2 separate regions of the Sus scrofa genome follow, and region 2 is linked to region 1. The links are chromatin contacts, called in public Hi-C maps. All regions are on one chromosome and are shown on one strand. Each heading gives the region's core, a stretch centred on a gene start, on an enhancer-like site or on the middle of the called end of the contact. The rest is flanking DNA. Distances are from core to core; before and after follow the strand shown. Region 1 holds the start of HNRNPAB (heterogeneous nuclear ribonucleoprotein A/B). Region 2 holds the start of N4BP3 (NEDD4-binding protein 3).

Region 1 (2,636 bases), core at 47-2,546:
AATTTGTAATGGTACCACCTTCCATACGGTTGTTAGGAGGTCAAAAGAGGAAATAAAACGCCCAGCCCACCACACTGGGCCTGGCAGCAGGACTCCAGTGGGAAACGTCAGCTACTAGTGTTCTGCTGTTATTTGGTAATCCCCAGGCTTTAGAGGTTTTAATCCTGGTTTATTTGGGGCCTGTCACCCATTTGATTAAAAGGAATCACGGGATAACGTAGGGCTTTCAAGCCCGGTGGTCAACTAGATCAATATTGAGGGGTTTTGTATATCAGAAAAAAGAACTATTTTTCCCTTCCCTCAAACTTCAAGATTTCACGGAAGCGGTTTACTTTTCTTAAAAATAGATTAGAGCAAAAATAAATGAATTAAATGAAAGATTTTAAGTAATCAAAAGTAAAAATGCGATACTAGTCGTGAAAGTGTTGCCAAGGGGATCCTCGTGGTCCCACGGTTTCTCCCGCCGGGACGTGGGGCGGAGCACTAATGGCTACAGACACCTAGCGGACTCCGCCCCCTCCCGGCTTCTAGCCTCCGGGGGAGGCGGCAGAAAGGGCCAGAGATCGTGGCTTTGAAGGCACCAAGGTCAAGGGAGCGGGCGGGCCCCGTCGCAATTTTTCAGAGCCATGCGGAGGGCCTTGGAGGACCGAATGCGCCTAATCTCGGAAGGCTGGATTCCGCCAATTCCAGCCGGGCAACCTTGGTTTCCGAGGCTTCCTCGAGACCAGTTTCCTCTTTTGGGAAATGGAGTGGCCGAGGCGGCCAACTTTGGGATTGGGTACCGGGGACGAGAGACTACGGCCTCAAAGGGCGGAGCGTCAGTCTCCGACCTCTCCGCCTCCGGGCTCGGGCTGCCCGCCCCTAGAGACAGGGCCGTCCGGCCAGCGGACCCCGAGATCCTTAGCAAGGCCTCGGCTCGCGCGGATTCTAAAATGAGGACAAAGCCCGCCCGAATCTAGCGTGCGCGCGGCGCCGCGGCCAACGGGACGCCGGCGCCGGGCTGAGTGACGAGCCGCCGAAGCCAATGAGCATGCGCCTTGTTGCGAGGTGGCCCCGGCTCCGGCATTATAAAGAGCGCCACGAGTCGGCATTGTCAGGCGGCGGCACCGCGCGGGCCCGGGCGAGATTATCCGTCTGAGGATTCTGTTCGGCGTCTCCGGTAGCCGAGGAGAAGGGCGCGCGATCGCGGAGGCTCCGTCGGTAGACGGGGGAGAGGCCCGGCAGCGCGAGTGTGAGCGCGGCCGAGCCCGCGGCGCCTTCTCGGCGGGTGAGGACAAGCGGGCCCCGCGGCGTCATCGGCGGCGAGGTGAGCGGCCGGGCCTGCGGGCGGCGGGCGGGAGTCCGGGCATGAGCCGTGCGGGCCTGACGCGCTGTGTCTGTATGTGGCCGCTTGTTGCAGGAGCCGCGTGCCTCGGCCTAACATGTCGGAAGCGGGTGAAGAGCAGCCCATGGAGACCACGGGCGCCACCGAGAACGGACACGAGGCCGCCCCCGAAGGCGAGTCGCCGGCCGGGACCGGCACCGGCACCGGCACCGGCACCGGCACCAGCACCAGCAGCGGCGCCGCAGCGGGCTCTGGAGGCGGGACCGCGGCGCCCCCGGCCGGCAACCAGAACGGCGCCGAGGGCGACCAGATCAACGCCAGCAAGAACGAAGAGGACGCGGGGTAGGTGCGGCCACGGGCCGACGGGGGCGCCGCCTTTGTTCCGGGGCCGCCTTTTGTTGGAGCCATGCGGCGGGGGGAGGGGCGGGCGGCCGGGGCCTGCTCGCGGCCCGCAAACCAGCAACTCCGCGCCGCCCGCCGCTGCGCGCGCGGGAGTTTGAGGGAGTTTGTTGGGTCGACTTTGGCGCCGCCCTGGGGCCGCTGGCGCGGGGCCGGGGCCGGGCGGCCCGGAAGGGGAGTGCGCTCGGACCCGGGGCCGGCGGGTCGCGGGCTGCCGGGGCTGCGTGGGCGGAGTTGGCGCGCGCCCTGGCCTCCCTCCTCCGCCTCCTGCCGAGGGCGGAGTCACAGCCTGAACGCGGACTCGGCCCGGAAGCCTTGAGTTCCTTGAGAGCCAGTGCTCGGAGGTGGTGGAGAGTGGCAGGGACTGTAGCGTTTTGATACGTGGTTGTTGGGTTGGGTTCCTTCCAGTTGTGGTGCTCAGGGTCTAGCTCTCTGGTCAGGTTGTGCTTCCTTCCCCCACCAGCCCTGGGGGGTGCGGAGTCGTTAGGGTCAAGATTGGGTTTTGAAGGGTAGCAGAGGTTTATTAACCTCCAGAGGTAGAACCTTTGCGGCCTCTTAGGGGTGGACCTTTGCTCAGGTTGGTGGTTTTATTTATAATTACGTCAGTGAAAGCTTTTCTAGGACCAATTCTTCTAAAATCACAGCTTTCTCATAAGGCTTGTTGCCGTGTGTCTTACCCCACCATTTCAGAAAAATGTTCGTTGGTGGCCTGAGCTGGGATACCAGCAAAAAGGACCTAAAGGATTATTTTACCAAATTTGGAGAGGTCGTTGACTGTACAATAAAAATGGATCCCAACACTGGCCGGTCAAGAGGGTTTGGGTTTATCCTCTTCAAAGATGCAGCCAGTGTGGAGAAGGTAAGTTGGGTATTGTATAATCAGGAGTCTCAGTGTATTCTAAGATTATGCCAC
Region 2 (2,636 bases), core at 60-2,559, 70 kb before region 1:
ACAGCAACGCTGGATCTGAGCCGCGTCTGCGACCTACACCACAGTTCACAGCAATGCCAGATCCTTAACCACTGAGTGAGGCCAGGGATCAAACCTGCAACCTCGTGGTTCCTAGTCGGATTCCTTTCTGCTGTGCCACAATGAGAACTCCAACCATTTTTAAAGTATACAATTCAATGGCATTTAGCACATTCACAGTGTTGTGCAACCACCACCTCCATCTGGTTCCAAAACACCTTCCTCATACCAAAAGAAACCCCACGTCCATTAAGCAGTCACTCCTGGTTCATTCCTCCCCACAACTCTGGCCCTAATTTGCCTTCTATCTGTATGGATCTACCTGCTTCGTATAAGTGAAATCATACCACACCTGGCTCTACGTGTCTGGTTTCTTTCACTTAGCAAAATTGTTTGGCAGTTCACCCATGCTGTAGCATGTATAAGAACACCATAACTGGAGTTCCCGTTATGGCTCAGCAGATTAAGAACCCAACATGGTGTCCATAAGGATTAGATGCCTCAGAGAGTTAAGGATCTGGCGTTGCTGTTGCTCTGGAGTAGTCCATCAGCTGCAGCTCCCATTGGACCCCTAGTGGGGGAACTTCCATATGCCACAGGCCCAGCGGGTTTGAGAAACAAAACAAAACAAAACCACCATTCCTTTTTATGGTTGAATAATATTCTATTGTATGGATAGACTGCATTTTGTGTATCCATTCATCTGTTGAGAGACACTTGGGTTGTTTCCACCTTTGGACTAATGTGAATAGTCCTGCTTGGAACGTTTTTGCACAGGTGTCTGAGTCTCTTCCCTGTTTTCAATTCTTTGGGATGTGTACTTAGGGAGTGGAACTGCTGGGTCATACCTCACTATATGTTCATAACCTTTAGGGGAAGACGTGGTGTTTTAATATTGGAACATGAATGCCTTTTGGTGTCCATTTCGGACTCGGTCTCCATCTTCTTGTACCTGCTTAACTCACATTATTTGTCTGGCCCCCGAAGGCATCTGAATTTGCTTCCCCAGACGGCTTTGGCAGCAAAAAAACTTAGCGACCAATTCAGTGGCTAACAAGCCAGAGACCTTGGGTAACCTCTCGGAGTGCTATTTTGCTCAGCCTCAAAAGGGAATAATACTGCTTACCTAAGAGGAGGCGGTGAGGATCAGGGAGATGATGGATTGAACACGCCTCTTCGGAAGCTGTTGGGTTCTGGAAACCGAGAGGGCCGGGTGAGGCCAGGAGGACTAGGAGGCGGAGGAGGGTGGGCTGGGCGCCCTCTGGGGGTGTCGGCCGCACTCCGGGCTTCGACTCGGCCAGTGCCCGAGCCCGCGCGCCAGGGACGGTCTCCGCGCAGAGCGCAACCCTCTGGGGGCTCCGGTGCCACCGCTGCGCGGCGCTTCTGCGGGCAGGGCTAGGCTGGAGCCACGAACCCGGGCGGGGCTCAGGTTGGCACGCGGTGGGCGGGGGTGGTCCCCCGTCCCCGCCTCCCACATCCGGGGGCCCGGGCCGGTCCCCGGGCCGGCAGCGCGCGGGTGAGTCAGGCCGGGTTTTCCCTCCGCCTCTGGGGCAGGCGAGCGAGCACTGCCGATCGCGTCCCTCCCTCGCCAATCCGGCTCCGGCGCCCGCCCGCGTTTTCCTGGCGCCTGCTGCCCGGCCGCTCCGGCCCGGCTCGCAGTCTCGGCTGGAGCCGGTGCCCTGGAGGGAAGGTTCAAATCCGCGCCAGGGAGCTGCAGCGCGCGAGGGGTGCGGAGCGGCGCCAGCATGGTGAGTGGGGAGCGACGGGGGCTAGGGCCAGGGCTGGGGGCTGGACTCGCGGGGTGGGACCGGCCGGACTCGCGGGGTGGGACCGGCCGCGGAGGTCTAGCTCTCCCAGCGACCTTGGCCAAGCTGCAGCCCTTCGCCAGCCGTGGTTACATCTGAGAAGTGGGCGGGGGTGGCAAGGTGTGGTGTGCGCCCAGGTACCCCTGCTTCCTGACACCGAAGCACCGAGGTGCGGGATCAGGGACTATGTGGGATCAGGGATCATCCGCGATCAGGAACGCCCCGCTGGAAGGGCAGGCGGCAGGTCACGCTGCTCTCAGTAACCCATGCAAATGCTCTTTCCTGGGAGCAGCGCCTGGGATCCCCGCGCTGCTAATGGTTATAGGGCAGGCGCCCTTGGCGCGGGAGTATGACCTCGTCTTCCATTCCCCCAGCCCATCCGCTCAGGTCAGGCCCTAGAGAAGGGCCTGGAAGAGATGTCCCCTCCCGCCTCCGGGTAGCTTGAGGATCTCCCGTAGTTCTGGGGAGCCTTGTCTCGGCCACAGCCTTTCCCAGGGAAAGTCCATGGAGATGACAACCTCGACTGCCCCTCCACCTTTCCCACCAGACTCCTCTCCTGCCCTCTTCTGCTCCCTCGAGATACCCCTTTCCTCCAACCTCTGCCCCTTACTGGTGGCAGCTGCCAGCCTGCTGCCAGGGGTCCCGCGGATAGGGGACACTCCCAGGTCTGGAGCACCATCCCAGTCTGGCCACAACCTTTGGCCAAAGTGAGAGCTCACCTGAGGCCAGGCGGAAATCTGGGCCCTGACTGCAGCTGGAGAAAGGACTGGGACCTGTGATCTCCCGCTGGGCAACTGCCCTCGCCCACCCCAG

What was found. A called contact is a pair of places that touch in the nucleus more often than the background predicts.
Region 2: a Hi-C map of fetal skeletal muscle shows a contact between it and region 1, with 1.7 times the contacts expected there. The contact joins the promoter of N4BP3 here to the promoter of HNRNPAB in region 1. A contact is called at or near these places in 6 of 47 Hi-C or Micro-C datasets (alveolar macrophages, blood, fetal skeletal muscle and 3 more).

Annotation. Positions count from the first base shown.
Region 1 is chr2:80,192,586-80,195,221 of Sscrofa11.1, reverse strand. It overlaps HNRNPAB (heterogeneous nuclear ribonucleoprotein A/B), which reads left to right and starts at 1,296. Exons shown (of 7, transcript NM_001112695.1): 1 at 1,296-1,306; 2 at 1,400-1,666; 3 at 2,414-2,582. The coding sequence starts at 1,422.
Region 2 is chr2:80,262,578-80,265,213 of Sscrofa11.1, reverse strand. It overlaps N4BP3 (NEDD4-binding protein 3), which reads left to right and starts at 1,309. Exons shown (of 5, transcript XM_003123673.4): 1 at 1,309-1,766. It overlaps LOC106507311, which reads right to left and starts at 2,502. Exons shown (of 3, transcript XM_021085150.1): 1 at 2,434-2,502; 2 at 1,145-1,787. The coding sequence starts at 2,502.